4 separate regions of the Mus musculus genome follow, and all the other regions are linked to region 1. Evidence: chromatin contacts called from public promoter capture Hi-C data. All regions are on one chromosome and are shown on one strand. Each heading gives the region's core, a stretch centred on a gene start, on an enhancer-like site or on the middle of the called end of the contact. The rest is flanking DNA. Distances are from core to core; before and after follow the strand shown.

Region 1 (2,908 bases), core at 267-2,766:
CCTGCTAAGGTCAGAAGATGTGAGTTTCTGTGGGAATGGAGTCTCAGAAGATAACTTGTGAGTCACCATGTAGGTGCTGGCAACAGAAACTCCGACCTCTCAAAAATAGTGATCTTGAACTATGATCGATCCATTTGGTCTCAGCATTAAAAAAAAAAAAAAGTGTGTGTGTCTTCCTGCCCATCCACCCAAGTTGGGAAAGGGTCTCATGTAGCCCCAGGTTCACCTCCAACTCACTATCTTGATTGTCCAGCTCCAGCCTCAGAGCCACCTGACAGTCCAGCCTCAGACATCTGACAGTCTCCCTGAATACTTGTTTAAATACATTTCCTGCAGGTGGCAACATTTTCTTCTCCATAAATTTCTATTATTTATTCTGCGTATCTCTTTAGTGCCACTCAAAGCACCGACCATCAAAGGGCCTTTAGCCAACCAAGCATGCCAAATACGACTCTGGCAGGCCTTGGCTTCACCGCCATACCCTCCATCTTGCTAAAAATCATTAGATTACATCCATAAAGCTAGACACCAAGGTCTATTCCCTTATTTGACCATTTTCTCCTCTTGAGGCTGACCACTAAGGTCCAGCTAACAAAGCACTGAAGTCCAGCCCCTTGAAAAGCCCCCTTTGGCTTATGTAATTAATATACACAATCAAAACAAACCAACTTATCCTAACATCGGATTTTTTTTTTAACCTTTATGAACTGTTATTTGCCTATGGGTCGGTCTCCTCCCTATCCAGAGGCAGCCCTTCGTGTTTCGGGTGCAAATACTCCTCTCTCCTCTCTCTTGACCCTTTTCTCTTCGTCCTAGTCTCTATCTTCTTTCTTTGTCTCTTATTCACTGCCTTTTGTCTCTCTGGGGAAAATAAATCTCCTTTGTTCTGAGAACTTGGTCTTGGGGTGTCCTAAGTCGACTTTCGAGGTCCCCACAGCCATGTTAATTCTAAATATCTCCCAAAGATAAGCACTGTTAAACTATTTCCGTCTTGAAGTAAGGAATGCAAGGCAGAGAGGACCGGCTCATAACAGCAATAAGACGCAACACTACGAAGTTTACTTAGTCTTTTCATCTCTATTCTCACGCCAAAACAAAGAATATCATCTGAAATGTGTTCTTATGGTGGAAATCAAATTAGCCAGATCTATCTCCCATGAGATCGTCACCATCATCATAAGCAAGAACAATGCAAACTTGGAATACTTTTGTCGAAGGGCAGAGCTCCTGACAGAAGACGATGAACCTGAAAAAGACTCAGTCCTTTCCCAGTAATGCCTTTCGAGTACTTGCACTCTCAGAAGTCCCGCTTCCGCCAAGTGACAGTAACCGGAAAACGTCAACAGGGAAAGCCGGAACCGGTGAGGGGGGCGGGGCCTCCGGCGACGCTCTAGCTTTCGCTTACTCTACGTCCACCTTGATTGACAGACTCCGAGCTCCAAGGCTCGTTACGATTGGATGCGGAGCTTTGGATGGGCGGGCAGCTAGCGCGGCGGCGCGCTGATTGGTCAGTTCCGCCATGCGGTGGAGGGGCGGTGCTTGTGGCGGCGTGAGGGGTCTGGCTGCCTTGTCAGCCTGGTGTGGTCGGGTGCATGTGGGCGCTCCGCTCACTGTTGCGTCCCCTTGGCCTGCGCACCATGTCGCAGGGTTCGGCTCGTCGGCCGCGGCCATCCAAAGACCCACTGCGACACCTGCGTACGCGGGAGAAGCGCGGCCCGGGTCCCGGGGGCCCGAACACCGTGTACCTGCAGGTGGTGGCGGCGGGCGGCCGGGACGCGGGGGCTGCTCTCTATGTCTTCTCGGAATACAACAGGTCAGAGTGGGCCGACAGCCCTGGGGGATTGGCCCCAGCGCCACGTGCTCGGGAGGCCTCCTGTCCAATCCTGTATATATCCCTTACCTCCCTTAGTCAGCATGGCTTTCAGGTATCCGGGCAAAACTTCCCGTGCCCCGACTCTCACCATCACCATCCCAAAGCGGGGGCCTCACCGTGAGTGTGTGGGCTAGACCGGTTTCATAAGTCGATGGGGAAAGACATCACTCCCCATTGATCTATACCAAACTACACTCTTCCGTCACTAACCAAAGAGGGCTCAAAACCTACTAGGCAGTATGAGAACCCTGTCATTTATGTCGCTGTATCTACAGTAAAGCATTTTACAGAGTATACTTGTAAGTACAGTAATGTTCCTCCTGTAGGTACCTTTTTAACTGCGGAGAAGGCGTCCAACGACTTATGCAGGAACACAAGTGAGTCAACTCCTGGCTTCTGGGGTGGAGATGATTATGGGCTTGAAAGCTGAGGTGAGAGGCAGATGAGACTTCTCAGCAGACACGGTCTCTGGTCGTCTTTGTTTCATCTGGCTGAAATGTATGTTTTTTTCTTAGACTGAAAGTCGCTCGCTTGGACAACATCTTTCTGACTCGGATGCATTGGTCAAATGTTGGGGGGTTGTGTGGTGAGTATGTGTTTGGAGGTCAGGGGCCGGTGGGAAGTTTCTGGGGGCTTAACATGGCTTGCAGCTCATTTGTTCATCTTCCTAGCCCAGGGGAGATAGAATTCCTGGTACACTAGCTTAGTCAGCTTGAGTAGGGGGTGTGAAAACCTAGACTCGGAAAAGTAGGCCTTGATATGGTTACAACCTCCACCTGGACCACAGATTTAACAACAGAGTGCTGTGGTGGGTGCTGATCAGACTCTGCAGCTGGATTCAGACACATACTGTCATCCAGACTGTGTGGCTGCCAGATTTTGAAAGCATAGTAGTATGGGCAGAGGAGAGAATGAGGTAGTGGACTGTGCCCTCCTCCCCCTTGCATAGCAGACCCTGCTCTGATGCATGGTTAGATCAATGCTAACATTATTTTCTCTTTATGTATTGTATAGTTGCTTATACCCTAGAACAGG
Region 2 (2,908 bases), core at 292-2,791, 1.2 Mb before region 1:
CTAAATTGAGAAGCACATGGGAACTTAGATTGTGTCAGAGACCAACACTAACCGGAAAAATCAGGGTTCATCTCACAGAACTGCAGAAGGATTCAGGGAAGGAACTGGGGAAGGCAGAGGAGAAGTTCACTATCAAGCTAGAAATATCAAGCTGTATACTCAGCGATTAGACCAAAGAACTCCTCCCCCCATTTCATGAAGAGAGCAAAGATACGCACTCCAAACCCTGTGTGGCAACACAGGACATACAAGAAAACTTGTCTCCGGAATACTACAGAAAGCTTTCACCTCCTAAGGAACTCTCCTAAGGAATTGGTCAAATCATGTGTTAGAGAAGCTGGTCTGTATTTAGCAGTGCCTAACCAAGATCTCTAGTTGCTAAGCCTACTTCCCCTCTGTGATGCGAGTCTGGGCATTTTTTCTCAAAGGTTAGAAGCTACGTGAGGAGCTTAATGTTAGGAGCTTGCGATTACATCACTACCAAAAACCTGGGGCTTCTCTCCCTTTGATCAACTCTGAAGACTGTGGAATCAGAGAAGGCATGTTGAGGTCCTAGTTACACCAACAGGGAATGTTGGGAAGTCCTTTCATCCCTCTGTACCTCAATCTCCTTATCTGTGAAATGGGGGCATCCTAATACTAACTTTATATGGTCATAATCAGGGCTTGCACATAAAATATCTTAAAAATAATTTTCAAATACAACTTCATAAGGAAGGAAATCTTGTTGTCAAGAATTGAACAAGCTGATAGCCAGGTGTGGTGATGTACTCTTGTAACCACAGCACTTGGAAGACGAAGACAGGAGAATAGAGAGTTCAAGTTCATTTTTAGCTACAGAGTGAGCTCAAGGCCAGCCTGGGTGGACTGCATGATCTCTTTTTCTCTCCCCGCCCTGCCTACATGCACTTCAACAAGCCTAGTGTGGTAGTGCATACCTAAAATCCTAGCAGTCAGGAAACTGAGACAGGTAGTTAAGGAGATTGAGAGCTCAAGGCTTGCCACTGCTAAACAGGAAGATGTTGTCTTAAGAAGAAATAATTTGATCGTCACTATACCCATGCATGACCCTGTGCCCATCTTGTCCAGGCAGCCGTCTCCATCAGACCTTGTTGCTGTACTCCTCTGATAATGTCCCGTGGAATCCCTTTTAACTATTTCCCAGCCTCAGGATCTACCTTCATGGTGTGGATCTAACCTCTGTGGCTCAACGTTGTCTATGGCAGCATTGAATACATCCCCTCTGGGCCATAAAACAGAGCTCTCAGGCACTACTCCATCCTGCCCTCTAATGGAAAGAGTTTCAAGGGGAGAGAGGGACAGAGAGCGAGTGCCACCAAGAAGAGGGAAGAAGCAGGGTCCCTCCAAGATGCAGTGGGCATGAAAGCGAAAACAAACAGCTTTAACCCTGCAACTCTTTAGACTTCTATGGGAAGAAGATCCAGAAACCACCTCCAGCAAAGGACAAAAATACCCACAATGCTTAGCTGTAGCTTATTACATTCTCAAAACACTCTCCCACGCTGTTCACTGGTAGTGTCTCAGAAGCGATCTGGGCAGATGAGAAGCTAAGAGTGTAAAGATTCAGCTGACTTGCTCAAGGCCAGTAAAGCATAAAGCAGACACCAAACACAAAAGCTTGGTGCACACCCTGTGCCCTTCTGTACTGTTTCCTCTGGGTCCAGAGCGATGCTTCCATAGTGTACAGAAATGCAACCAGGCCTCTGTTCAGTTGTTCAGCGACTCAGAGAGGAGTGAGGCTTCTGCCCAGCTGGGGAAGCTCTGCTTGGTGACAAAGAATACTGGAGGAAGTGTACAGTATGCAGGGAACCCAGGCGCTTGTCCCTGGAGGGTAGTTAAAGGCCAAAAGACACCTGCCCTGCCAGAATAGCAGGAGTTTGAATTCCTCTAAACATAGCAAGGTGGACTCAGTCACCTCCAGCCATATGGACTTCATTATCCTGGGAGCCTGCATGAGCTGAGCATTACTGGGTTACAGCGCGCTCTGGATGATGTTATGGTCAATTGATCCAAATTGGATTATTAAGAAGGAAGCTTGGCTATTAGAGGTTTTCCCTTTGTGCTTGGGGATGATGCTCTGAGAGGAACGCTGGTGACTAAGCCTCAGATGCCTTGATAGGAGTCGATCCAGGGTGGAGTTTTCTGGGCTCTTGTGCAGACAATCTTTGTGAGTTTGATAAACAGTCCCCCAGCGGAGGACTGAAAACATCTTGGCATTGTGACAGACCTGATATCAACAAGCTCGTGCAAATACTATAACTTCTTTCCTTACATTCTTCATTTTTGAGTCTAACAGACTTTGGACTTGATTCATTTCGAACAGTGTAATTTTTTTTTTTTTACAAGTCCAACATAAAAACCTTGATTCAGCATGTCTCATTTTACAGGAAGTTATAGTAACCCTGTTGCCTTCTGGTCAGATCCTATGGAAGGTCCTTGACTTTGGTAAGGATAATTTAAGGTTTTTAGAAATGACCTAATATAAACTCCTTTGCCCTAGGGAAGTTCTTCTGTGTTGTTCTTCTTTTCTTTTGCTTTGCTTTTCAGTCAAAGAACAATGGGAAAGAAAAAAGGGGAAGGGGGAGGCGTCACTCTAAAGTTTTCAAGATCTGAAGCGACTGAACAAGTTAGAAGCAAACACTAATTTTAAGATATAATCGCATGAATATAAACAGTGACGGTTCCGTGAAGAGAATTCACTCACCTCGGCCCTTGGAGAATAGACAGGTACAGAAGATAAGAATTTCAGAAAAGACTGGGTGTGGTGGAGAACACCTGCAATCCCGGAGGCTGCGGCAGGAGGATTACAAGTTCAAAGGCAGTCTACATCATGTACTAAGATCCCAGGCAGCCTGGGCTACTTACTGATTTTTTTTTTTAATTCTAG
Region 3 (2,908 bases), core at 280-2,779, 1.1 Mb before region 1:
AAAGTTTCAATCTCTGGAAAGTCCCCAGATGATGGCTTGCAAGAACTGCCCCTTCCTTCCTCCTGAGGGAGATGAACTGTTCTCCAGGATCCCTTGGAGTTCACAGGGAATGTTGAGCCTAGTTGCCCACTGTGCAGTTCTGTGCAACACCACCCACCCTGTCAGCTTCCAACCGCTGTTTCTTACAATCACCTTCCCATACCGACTACCTACACAACAGCTTAGTCTCTGTTCCTGCTTCTGCATGCTATGGCTAGGACCTCAAGAAGTGCACATCAAAAGCTGCCTCTTTCTTTATCTTCATTTCTTTCTCTGGTTCCTATTAAACATGGCTGAGCAAGGATCTTTCGAATGAAGAGCCTGCTTTCACAGCTTGTGCCTTCTCTTCAGGAGATTCCAGCTGTCCCAAAGACAGACTAGCCCAGGCAAGATACAGTAAAGCTCTGTTTTCCAGAGCAGTGACAGGGCACTGTTTTCATCAAGCGCTGGGATTCCAGCTTCCTCAACTTATACTGGTCAACTATATCCAGTTTCTGCACCTCCAGGATCTCCGAAGAGAATCCCTGGAGGATCTTCTGCTGGGTTGGGTAAGCTTCTGCCCCAGCAGTTCCAGCAACCCTGACTGGGTGACTGTGACCCACAGTGTGCTGTGCAGCTTCCTGGTCCCTGCCACCCTCCTGGTGACCAGGGGTTAGGGTAGGCACTGACCCTAGTTATCTATATCCCTTGATCTTGGTCTGGTCCTTTGGCCTTTGACCCCAGTGTCTGTTGCTTTCAAGCATTATCCTGTTCTTTCTGTTGAAGTCACCACTCTGTTCCTGTCCTGCTGCACTGAGCTGACTGTCAACACTACAGCAAACAAGGGAAAGGAAGGGGGAGGGAAGAGGGCGAGCAGTTTCATTGGCTCAGCTGGGTGGTTAGAAAGAAAGGTTGCTTCTCTTTGTTTCTTCTTGAAGCAAATAACTTGTTTAACTTGGATTGATTGGCCATTTGACCTGGGCTCCCAGGGGCCCCGGGGCAGCCTGATAGAGTCAGTAAATAGATGGGGAGAGTATAGGTTCAAGGACTTCTTTCTTCTACTTCAGATCTGCCACAAGGAAAGAGGAACCACGACTGCCTTCTCCCCCTTTTTAAACATTCTGTTTTGAAAACACATTCTTAACATTTTGCTTACAAAACAACAAATCCTTCTCTAAGGTCTCCATCCAGGCCTTAGTTATTATACTAGGTCTTCAAAGAAAAAGCTTTGTGGGTTCTCTCCAGTATCCTACCAACTCAGATTCTGGCTTTAAGAAAGAAAGAAAGAAAGAAAGAAAGAAAGAAAGAAAGAAAGAAAGGAAGGAAGGAAGGAAGAAAGAAAGAAAGAAAGAAAGAAAGAAAGAAAGAAAGAAAGAAAGAAAGAAAGAAAATCAAGGGGAAAAAAAAAACCCTGCCTATACCAAAGGTAAATTGCAAACATTGGAGGATGGGCCCTGGGTGACAACAAACCACAAAGGTACATGAGTCACAAACAGGGATCAAAGCCAATGACTGGAGCCCAGTAAGAAGTATGGACTTGGCAAGAAAACCATCAAAAGCAAACACTTGGAAAGTGCAGTGTCATTTAGTTTAAACTGAATGTGTTAAAAATGTCTGTGTAGTTCAGACGAGTGCTTTTGCACTTATTACTCCTTCCTGCCTTTCTTCCTTTCTTCCTTCCTTCCTTTCTTTCTTTCTTTCTTTCTTTCTTTCTTTCTTTCTTTCTTTCTTTCTTTCTTTCTTCCTTCCTTCCTTCCTTCCTTCCTTCCTTCCTTCCTTCCTTGATTTCTTTCTTTCTTTCTTCCTCACCCTCTCTTCTCAGTAATGAAAATGAAAACATGTAACAGCTGCGAGTTTATGCCAATTCATTTTTTTAAATCTTTTATTTACTGATGTGTGGGTCAGGATGACAACTGTCAGAGAGTCACTTCTCTCCCTCTACCATGTGGGATGCAGGAATTGAACTCATATCCCCAGGCTTAGCCGCAAGCTCCTGTACCTGCTGAGCCATCTCACTGGCTCCCTGATTGATTTTTTTTTTGACAAAACAAATAAAGTAATATGATGCAGAAGCTTGAGTATTTGAGGGTTGGCTGGTTAGTTTGTTGACCAGTTCTCACGCCACAGCCCAAGCTGCGGTCGAGCTTTCTAATGCCTCCTACTTCAGCACTATACACATGTAATTCCACGCCAGGATCTATGTTTTTAAATTCTTATTCACACTTTACATTTCCCGACAAGTAATTGGATGACATTAATTAAAAGCCTTAAAAGTGTTTATTCCCTTGACCCAGAAATTTACAATTTATAAGTCTATACCAAACAATTATTTAGTACTTTGACTTATATGACTCAAAATTCCCAGTTCTGATCACAGCTACACAAACCTGAAGGCTGGATGAAGAGGGGAGGGGGGGGAGAGGGAGAGGGAGAGAGAGAACAAGAAAAGGAAGCATAATTGGTCCTAGGTTTAGTGAAGGAGAACGTTTATTGCAGACACGTGGGAGGGAGAGCATAGCCAGAGGCAGGGACATGTGGGTCAGTCGCGTGGGTGGACATGACCCTGAACCATGTGGGGAGAGAAGGGAGAGGGAACCAGGTGCAGCAGCCAGGAGACCCAAAAGTACCAAGAGAGGAGAGAGCCACCATGCCGGGATTGTAGAGGAAGAGCAGCCTAGACCACTGAGCTGGAGACACTTAGGGTAGGGGACCCTCTAACAGGTGGGGACTGAGGGATGCAAGGAGAACCTGGTGGCCATGTCTGCTTTGACGTGTTAAATAGACACCTCAGCCTTTTGTCCCAGGTTTGAAACCTAACATCTGAAATTTACCTTCCTTCATAGAATTGGATTGGAACACATACTATGGCATATACTGTCACTGAATGGCA
Region 4 (2,908 bases), core at 172-2,671, 1.1 Mb before region 1:
CTGAGCTGTGCCACACGGCAAGACTCTTGCTGGACAAAAGCATGTGGAGTTGGGGGTGGCGCTGGGCAGGGAGCAAAAAATGCAAAGAAACAAACAATAGCAACGGAATCCCGTGCCACGGGACAGTACCTCAGTGTTTAGGAGTCACAGACCCTGAGAAAGCTAAGAGTCCTCTGTGCAGCAAATAAGTGGAAGCTGGCCCTCAGCTTCAGGAGTGCACAGACACAGGGTAAGAGCTCCCGATGCCAGCCCACCAGCTGGCCACGAGCCTGCTCAAGGTGCTAACAGGCCAGAGTGGACAGAGATGATGGTATCGTCTGGGTTTTCTGATCCCATCCCATGGGGCCCATGGGTTCAGCTCATTCTCCGATATTGGCTGTGAGGTTGAGGCCGTTCATTGTCTTTCATTAAACTTTGAAAGGGTGGGGTCTAAGCGGTTCAGCCAAACCTCCAGGACACCGACCTGCACGATGCTCAAAGTCCCCGCTACAGAACCACAGCAGCTTGCCTCTGGTAAGGAAGAGGCAGCCTTGCCCTACGTCAGCCATGTTACCACGGAGCCCTGCAGATGGAGCAAGCAAAGGATGGAGACACAAGGGGACCCTCTGGTGCTTTACATTAAAAGGAGGGGGCAAAGTAGCTTAGGGAGGAGAAGCCTCTGGACCCCAAGATTTATATAGGGCAATAGGGAAGCAGGAACGCAGACTCTAGACAGCTGAATTTCTAGGGTCATGTCCATCCCGAGGCTATGGTTCTCAGATGGGCCATCCCCACCGCCCACCCCCACGTGGTGGTAATCTCAGATGGTTAAGGAGCTAGAAGGGAAGCCAGCCTATGGGATCAACATGTGCAAATATCATCACCATTGCTCTCTGACCCATCCATTATCACCAACCTCCTTTGGAAAGAGTTCGGTCTCTGTCCTCCCTGCCTGCCAGTCAAACCTGAAAAGGTCTGGTTTCAAATTTGATATGAACCACATATATGAGGTGGTATGGACGTACAACAGGGGTTGGTTATTAACAAGCTACCTATGTAACTAGAGTCCCACAAGGCCTCAGAGGGTCCCAGATACCATCCAGGTGATAAGTGTACTCAGATGTTGGTTGACACAAAGCGTGTGATGGCATAACGAACCATTGTGTGTGAGGGAAGCAGATTAATTTAGGAAGCAGAAGTGAAACCGTCTCTAAAGTCAGTAGTCACAAAGCTAAAAGCCCACTTCTTTGCCTTCCCCAGCTCCGACGAGCCCACTTTACAGAGCAGGCTTTCAGTCTTTTCTCAAGTGTATCGCAGTCCTACAGAAGGAAAGCACTTGCCCAAATGTTGAGACCGAATTTCAGGCCAGAATTGCTCAATGCTGGCTTGGCTGGGGACAAATGCTTCCGAAATAAAGAGCTGGAGGAGTTTCACAGGCCAGGCAGGCTGGCTGGGCAGAGGAGGTGGCCTGAGGCTCTCTGTGTCCTAGGCTCTCCTCCCTTCCACTCAACCCCAGCTGTGAAAGGAAGAGAGAGGTCCAAAAGCTAAGGCCAGAAGCCAGAGCTCAGTGGGTCTTTAGAAGAGGGGAGAGTCAGGAAGCTGTGTCAGACTGCCTGGGCCCACTCACACCAGGAACAAACGGCTAATAAATCAGGCCTGCTAAGTCACTGAGGCAAGGAGTGAAAGGCCATCCCATAGGCTGGCTCTCCTTCTAGCTCATTAACCATCTGAGATTACCACCAAATGGGCAGGGGGGTGGCCTCTGAGCTGAAAATTAAATTAGCCTAGCTATAAACCAGACAGTGGATTTGTCTGTTGAGTCAGTGATGGGAAGGGGGGGGGGACCCCAGCCACTGGCTAGGTCTCTATAATTTCTTATCCCCTGACCCAGCCTCTCCTTTGGTGGTCAGATAAAAGGGCACAGCAACACAGTTTACACTGTGCAAAAGAATGAAGAGGGTGTTTTGTTGTTGCTGCTGTGTTTTGAGATAGAGGTTGTACTAAGTAGCCTCAAGCCGAGATCCTCCTGCTTGCTTGCCAAGTGCTGGGAGTTTAGGTGTGCACTACACCGTCTTTGCTAGAGTTGACCATCTTAATGACGTTTGGCAACTGAGGCCTGAGGTTGATGGCTCATGCCTACAGTATACTTGGCTAGCATGTACAAGGACCCGGGTTCAATGCTCAGGAAGAAGTTTGACATTGAGGGAAACAAAAATGAAATGTGTTGAGATCAGAAAGAAAGAAAGAAAGAAAGAAAGAAAGAAAGAAAGAAAGAAAGAAAGAAAGAAAGAAAGAAAGAGAGAAAGAAAGAAAGAGAGAAAGAAAGAAAGAGAGAAAGAAAGAAAGAACCAACCAAAAGGGTGGGGTTGGTTGGAAATAAGGAGCCAATGAGGATAGAATCGGCCATATAGCCCTCATCCCTGGCCCCTGGAACGGGGAGGGGGTTGACCACATCCTCAGACAGATGGCTACCTACAGGCCCACCCATTGACTGCCGAATGGGTACCCTGGCTCCAGCATCCCCCTCTTCAGCACCCAGGAATGCTGTGTGGAGAGTCTGCAGCTGCTCCAGCTGCAGGTCTCTCTTGGAAGTAGAATTTCTAATTACAGGGCTTTCCTTTAATGACAGACTCCACCCCAACAACCAGCAGTCACTTTGAGGATGTATACCCTCTCCCTCATCATGAAGGCGCTCTAGCAATGGCCTTTGATTCTAGGCGCCATCTTTTCTGCTCACCAGCAAAAGCAGTCCTTGCTGAAAACTGTTCAACAGAATTGTAACTTTGGCTTCCGGGATGAAATACTTGGGGCACGGGCATGGAAACACAGGATAGCACTTATTAGTCATTCATCATTGTGACCAAACACTTGATAAGAAGCACCCTGAGAGAGGAAGGACTTAACAAGGCACAGTTCTACTGAGGGAAAG

The links. Promoter capture Hi-C pulls out the DNA fragments that hold promoters and counts their contacts.
Region 2: a promoter capture Hi-C map of liver shows a contact between it and region 1, with 2.9 times the contacts expected there. The contact joins the enhancer-like site here to the promoter of Elac2 in region 1. A contact is called at or near these places in 10 of 39 promoter capture datasets (the 3T3-L1 cell line, 3T3-L1-derived adipocytes, cranial neural crest and 7 more), 2 of 484 Hi-C or Micro-C datasets (the N1E-115 cell line and nephron progenitors), 2 of 115 datasets of contacts at active chromatin or transcription factors (astrocytes and stem cell-derived neural progenitor cells) and 3 of 9 other capture datasets (embryonic stem cells, liver and macrophages).
Region 3: a promoter capture Hi-C map of liver shows a contact between it and region 1, with 3 times the contacts expected there. The contact joins the enhancer-like site here to the promoter of Elac2 in region 1. A contact is called at or near these places in 4 of 39 promoter capture datasets (hippocampal neurons, liver, second pharyngeal arch cranial neural crest and 1 more), 1 of 115 datasets of contacts at active chromatin or transcription factors (embryonic stem cells) and 1 of 9 other capture datasets (macrophages).
Region 4: a contact with region 1 is called in a promoter capture Hi-C map of pre-B cells. The contact joins the enhancer-like site here to the promoter of Elac2 in region 1. A contact is called at or near these places in 13 of 39 promoter capture datasets (the 3T3-L1 cell line, the C10 cell line, cranial neural crest and 8 more), 18 of 484 Hi-C or Micro-C datasets (B cells, CD4 T cells, CD8 T cells and 14 more), 6 of 115 datasets of contacts at active chromatin or transcription factors (bone marrow-derived macrophages, cardiomyocytes, differentiating embryonic stem cells and 3 more) and 3 of 9 other capture datasets (adipose tissue, embryonic stem cells and macrophages).

Annotation. Positions count from the first base shown.
Region 1 is chr11:64,977,519-64,980,426 of GRCm38.p6, forward strand. It overlaps Elac2 (elaC ribonuclease Z 2), which reads left to right and starts at 1,517. Exons shown (of 24, transcript NM_001362983.1): 1 at 1,517-1,813; 2 at 2,200-2,250; 3 at 2,389-2,459. The coding sequence starts at 1,593.
Region 2 is chr11:63,787,925-63,790,832 of GRCm38.p6, forward strand. No RefSeq gene overlaps it. Among named protein-coding and RNA genes, the nearest start is that of Hs3st3b1, 130 kb to the right of the region's middle. Within about 2 kb of position 1,542, at least 14 of the 459 cell types and tissues checked have an H3K27ac peak or open chromatin away from gene starts, as enhancers often do. A contact at or near this core is called in the N1E-115 cell line and second pharyngeal arch cranial neural crest, where this site is marked.
Region 3 is chr11:63,861,397-63,864,304 of GRCm38.p6, forward strand. No RefSeq gene overlaps it. Among named protein-coding and RNA genes, the nearest start is that of Hs3st3b1, 59 kb to the right of the region's middle. Within about 2 kb of position 1,530, at least 40 of the 459 cell types and tissues checked have an H3K27ac peak or open chromatin away from gene starts, as enhancers often do. A contact at or near this core is called in liver, where this site is marked.
Region 4 is chr11:63,905,485-63,908,392 of GRCm38.p6, forward strand. The region is part of intron 1 of Hs3st3b1 (heparan sulfate (glucosamine) 3-O-sulfotransferase 3B1); the gene reads right to left. Among named protein-coding and RNA genes, the nearest start is that of Hs3st3b1, 15 kb to the right of the region's middle. Within about 2 kb of position 1,422, at least 92 of the 459 cell types and tissues checked have an H3K27ac peak or open chromatin away from gene starts, as enhancers often do. A contact at or near this core is called in B cells, the CH12 cell line, adipose tissue and 6 more, where this site is marked.